2 separate regions of the Rattus norvegicus genome follow, and region 1 is linked to region 2. A link is a contact called in public Hi-C data. All regions are on one chromosome and are shown on one strand. The core of a region is the stretch at or near the end of the contact, and the rest is flanking DNA. Distances in the headings are between cores, read along the strand shown. Region 1 holds the start of Afg3l2 (AFG3 like matrix AAA peptidase subunit 2). Region 2 overlaps Afg3l2 (AFG3 like matrix AAA peptidase subunit 2).

The links. A called contact is a pair of places that touch in the nucleus more often than the background predicts.
Region 1: a contact with region 2 is called in a Hi-C map of Schwann cells, with 2.0 times the contacts expected there. The contact joins the promoter of Afg3l2 here to the enhancer-like site in region 2.

What each region holds. Positions count from the first base shown.
Region 1 is chr18:63,267,706-63,270,405 of GRCr8, forward strand. It overlaps Afg3l2 (AFG3 like matrix AAA peptidase subunit 2), which reads right to left and starts at 1,295. Exons shown (of 17, transcript NM_001134864.1): 1 at 1,007-1,295. The coding sequence starts at 1,120. It also overlaps a transcript of Prelid3a not described here and the pseudogene LOC134482954.
Region 2 is chr18:63,225,067-63,227,766 of GRCr8, forward strand. It overlaps Afg3l2 (AFG3 like matrix AAA peptidase subunit 2), which reads right to left. Exons shown (of 17, transcript NM_001134864.1): 16 at 1,820-2,014. Among named protein-coding and RNA genes, the nearest start is that of Tubb6, 13 kb to the left of the region's middle. Within about 2 kb of position 1,450, at least 18 of the 93 cell types and tissues checked have an H3K27ac peak or open chromatin away from gene starts, as enhancers often do. A contact at or near this core is called in Schwann cells, where this site is marked.

The DNA.
Region 1 (2,700 bases), core at 45-2,544, 42 kb after region 2:
TTCATTGAGTGTTAGGATGTAAAGTCTACTTACTAACGGTTTACGACCACATTAGGTACTGAAACAATCTAGAAATGAGCGGATAAGCGAAGAGCCAGCATGATTAGGAGGATCGGGTGGGAGATCCTGGAGGCTAGCCTGGGCTATACAGTAAGACCTCATCTCAAAAATCCCCAAACAAAACATAAACAAACCAAAGCCCATAGGAGGGCATGCATCCTTTAAGTTTGGTAAGGGTCCATGCATTAATCCCCTCCAGAAACTGAAAGGCTGCTGTATTATTACCTCTAGCTTCTAAGTGAAGAGGCTAGACTAATCACCTCAAAGACGCTGGACAGTAAGTTGTCTAGCCAGGTTCAAGCAACCAATCACATTTCTCAACCGCCATGCTATGTACCTCCGGGTAAAACCTATGCTGGACTGGCACACAGCAAGAAGCTGTGTCATGGTCCTGCCAACACAACACAACATCACTTCAATAAAAGGTACTAGGTAGTTAGTGTGTGGCCCTACAAGAGCAGCGAAGCCTCCGGATAGGCGCTGTTATGCAACTAAATACATAGGCCCTAACCTGAACTATATATATATATATATATATATATATATATATATATATATATATATATATATATATATGAATGACACCAGTGGCATTTGTATTCCGGATGCCAGCAACGGCCCTCCAAATTCAACAGATGTTCGGAAAGGGAAGTTCCACAGCCCTCTCTCTCCCCTCCAGCTCGCCGGTGCAGTCCACTCGACTGTCCTTTTCCAGTGGCACGAAAGCCAACGAGACCACGGCAGCGAGTAGCAAAGCAGAGGCGTGACCTTCCCGGGCTCAGAGCGCCACTCACCACAGCGCGGTCCACAGGGCCCCGGGGTCAGGAGAAATACCACCCACGGGGACCAGGAGACTCAGGCCGTCACGCGTCCCCGGCCGGTGACCTTGACACCTGCGCCCTAGCCGGAAGCTGGCCGGAGGGAGCAGCAGCGACGCGGGACTCACCGTACGGAGGCAGGGCCGCCGGCCGGGACCCAGGCAGCCGCTGGGCACGAGCAGGGGAGGAAGGCCGCGACGGCAGCCGCCCCGACCCCACAGCAGCAGGCAGCGGTGAGCCATGATGGGCCCGGCCCGCTCCGGGGCGCGCGCAGGGACCGAGCCAAAGCCGGCGGTCGGCAACCCTCAGCTTCCGCAACTTATCCGGGAGCTGCGCGCCACCGGCGCAGGAGACCCGCGGCAGAACGCGAACCCACGCTCCACGCGCGCTCGTCAGGCCCCGCCCCAGCGTGCGGACGTCGACGTGCCCTCCAGGCGGCGGACCACGCTCTCGGGTAGGGAAGGGGTAGGACTGGAGGCCGGAGTAAAGGAAGAGTGGAGCGGGGGTGAAGGGCGTGGCCTACTAAAGAACTGGAGGGGCGTGGTTGGGTGAGCCCAAAGGAGGCGGGTCAGAGGAGAAATAGTTGATGGCGGGGCTGGGCGGGGCTGGGGCGGAGTTGGAAGACTGTGGTGGGGAGGGGCTGGCGGTGGTAGCAAATGAGAGCTTTGGAGGCGAGGTCAAGGCGGGGTAAAGCTGGTGCGAAGGGCAGTGTGGAGGCGGGCAGGAGGCGGGGCCTAAAGAGGATCGGCACAGGAGAGGCGGGTCTGAGGGAGGGACCGAAGAAGGAAAGCAGGAGGGGCCAAATAAGGAGAGCAAAGGTTCGAGGGCGGACCTTAAAGAGTTGACCCGAGGCTCTATGGAAAAGGACCATTTTTCATTCAGGACTAGAGACCACTGGTCTTGTTTGACATTTTAGCATTCATCTCTGACTACTTACCGAGTAGTTAACTGATTGCTCACTGACGGGCATGAGGCAAGTTCCGCAAAGGCCAAGACATCTACTTACTTATTTTCTCCTGGTGCTATTTGGGACAGGCTCATAGCTCTGGCTGTCCTCAAACACTACTGTGAACTGAGGTTGTGTTAAAGATTCTGCAATGCTGAGTGACTGGTCAGAACTACCTGATCGTGAAGAGTTGGGGTGTTGCAAAACCAGAGCCAAATTGTCTCGGGCTGTGTTTAGTCCCTTTAATAACCCCAAGCATTATTCATCCTCGTGTCTAACCCAGCATCACAATGACTAAACTAAACCTAGTTGATATTTATAGAAAATTTCCACATGACTTGCATGTGTGAATGCCTAAGTTCAATTCCCAGCACCACAGACAAGGACAGAAAAAGAAATTTCCTGGGCACAGTATTTTCAGGTTTATTTACCCAGACAACCATGAATCATAAGTAGTGAGACCCTACAATGTATACTTGCTAGCCACAACAGAACCAAACCAGAAATCGGGATCAGAGAAAGACCAACAGTGGGGCTGGGTGATGACTCAGTGACAGGTTTCCATAAAGAAGGCTCATAGTTGTTCCTTTGGGTCTAACCTTCCCTTCGACTTTCTCTTCACTACTATACCCTTTTGCCCCAATCTCCCCTTCCACGTTGCTCTACTGTCTGCACCACCACCTTCCCTCAAAGCCTTTTTTTGTCCAGTTTCATGGCTGCCTTTCTGGATTCCTAGCCTTAACCCTTGTTTACTTCCAGAATATTTCACAGAGACTAGGGGCCACATATGAGGGAAAACGCACAGTATTTGTTTGGATTACCTTGATTAATGTTTGTCAGTTCCATCCATTTTCCTGCAAGTTCCTTCCTTCCTTT
Region 2 (2,700 bases), core at 200-2,699:
TCACTCTAGTCCCTACTTCTGGTCACTGAGAGCACCAGACATGCACACTTGCACACACATACATTCAGGCAAACACTCATACACATCAAAAAACTTTAATATTAAAAAGTAAAGAGATAAAAAGGACCTAAGATAACAGAACATGTCTCATAAATAAGGTCACACGATTTTAGAGTAAGATGTGCATTATATGGAAGTCACAAATATCCTTTATAAGCAAGCAGGCATTTTGATACATCTATATGATTAAGGACTGTAGCTGTAATAAAGGAATGCACATAGTTGCATGAAGATAAGAAAAGCACAGGACACGTAACACATTGACACACGTAACACACACTATGCTTGCTTTTAGGAGGACGAGGAGATTGTGTGCCACGGAGGAGGCTGTCACCTTGGGCTATTAGTCATCTGAAACCCTTACACAATTAACCAAACTGTATGCATTTCTCATTATTTTTAAATGGAGCACAGGAGAAATGAGAGCTTTAGGATTCCTTCTAATTCTAATTCTAATTCTCAACCTGCTCCTACACATGCAAGTACACAGCACAGTCATGGGTGACCACTGAAACCTTAGTCACAGTTACCATGGGACGTCTGATCACATAAACTGAGCACCCCACCAGCATGTCACATTCAAGCACCTCTCAAACCGGTCCTATCCAAATGGTAACTACCCCCAGTGATCATGGGCACAGCATAGGCTGAGGTGATGTGCAAAGGCTCCCAGCTGGTCAGAACGCTGCCTCTGCTACTCACTCACTCACTCACCGACTTTGTGACCTTAAGCCATCACATGACCTCTCTCTGTTGTTTGTCTCTGGAAAGTGGGGATAATGACTCTATGTACCTCAGGAAGCTGCAGGTTTTAGCTGGTACTGTTAGCTACTTCCCCTTATCTTGAAGAAGGACCTCAGACAACCTGCCAAGTCCTTCCTCCACAGGTGAGGCCCTGAGCAAAGCCCTCAGCCCCTCTCCTTGAAGTAGACTACTTCCCGGCTGGCTCAACTTTCTTCATTTGCTTCCTTTTCTCTGTTGGGTCAGAAAGTACTTCTAAAACCCAGTGTTTCAGGATCCTTACCCCATTCCACGGATTTTCCTCCCAGCAAGCATTCTTTTGCTACACACTGTAAGCTCATGCATCTGGGTAGGGATGCAGTAAGTGCACCCCACCTCCCCCGCTCACTTACATCATGTTGCCATCCTCTCTGCAGCACAGACATAGTGATCTCATTTTTAACTACTTGGTTCACGGGTGTTCTGGCAAAGCCCCTGGGAATGAGGCTGGCGTGAAGCAGTTCTTTACAGTTTCCCCTCAGCTAACACAGTACCAGAACAGTTCTGCTTCTGTTCCCAGGCACGGGGAAGACACTCAGCCTCAGAGAGGAGGAGCACAGCAAGCAGATGGAAGGAAGGGGCTAAAAGCTCTTCAGATGCCAGATGTGGTGACTCACCCTGCAATTCCAGTACTCAGGAGGCAGAGGCAGGGCAATCACAGCAAGAATGGTGCCAGCCTGTTCTCCCCAATGAGTTCCAGGCCAGCCAGGGTTACACAGCAAAATTCTGTCTCAAAAAACAAGGCTGGCAAGAAGGCTCAGCAGGTAAAGACACGAGCTGAGCAGTCTTGATGACCTCAGTTAAATTCCTAGAACCCACAAAAGGTAGGACAGAACCAACTCCACAGAATTATCATTTAATTGACATTTGTGCACACGCGCATGCACACACACACACACACACACACACACACACACACACACACACACACACAAGCAAACAAAGCAGCGTGCAGACCTATCCATATGCTGGCACCCACCTTCTCCACGTCAGCCTTCTTCTCTGTGAGAAGAGCCACAGTTCTTTTATAGGCTTCACTAATGAGTATCCTCACTTCATCGTCTATCATTCTTGCAGTGGCTTCACTGTAAGGCTTCTCTAATACCATGTCCCCCTGTCGTGGGAGGTCAAAGGAGATCTGCCCCACTTTCTCATTCATGCCAAACTGAACAATCTGAAAAAGATCCAGGACTAATAGGTTAGACAGAGGACCTTCACCCCTAAAGACTGACACAGGGGCTAGCGGAGTGGACAAAGATACTCTGTAGATGGTGGCAAGAGTAGCAGATGGTTTAAGCTCATCTGGGAGTACATTCAGGAAACAGTGGGCAAACTTCAACAGCTCTAAAGCCTATAGGCTACTCCACTGTGGAGAGAAGACAAGAGCTAAAAGCTCTTGATGTGAGCAAACTGCCAACGAGTTCTTCCTGTGAATGGACAGCCACACCCAGAGAACATGGGACACAGGGTGACATCTCCATTTTTTTCACAAACTGTATGTCCATAGAGCAAAGGGACAACATGAAGAGGCTGATGTACTATGACTCATGTGAGGCTCCCAAACTAGACAGCTCTGGTGAGGGAGAAACTTCTGGAAGTAAAGCACAAACTGACCTGGAAAGAGAAGGACCAGGGTCAGAGATGGCTCAATGGTCAAGAGCACTGCATGCTATTCCAGAGGTCCCAGGTTCAGTTCCCAGCACCCACACAGAGGCTCTCTGCTATCTGTGACTCCAGTTCCCAGAGTGAGGAAAAGCACAGGCTTCCCCACTTCCACACCCCAGCCCTCCCCACTCCTGAGGTCAAAATGGACAACAGGAAGTTACTGGAGAAAAAGAAATAAGATGCAGAATAATGTTT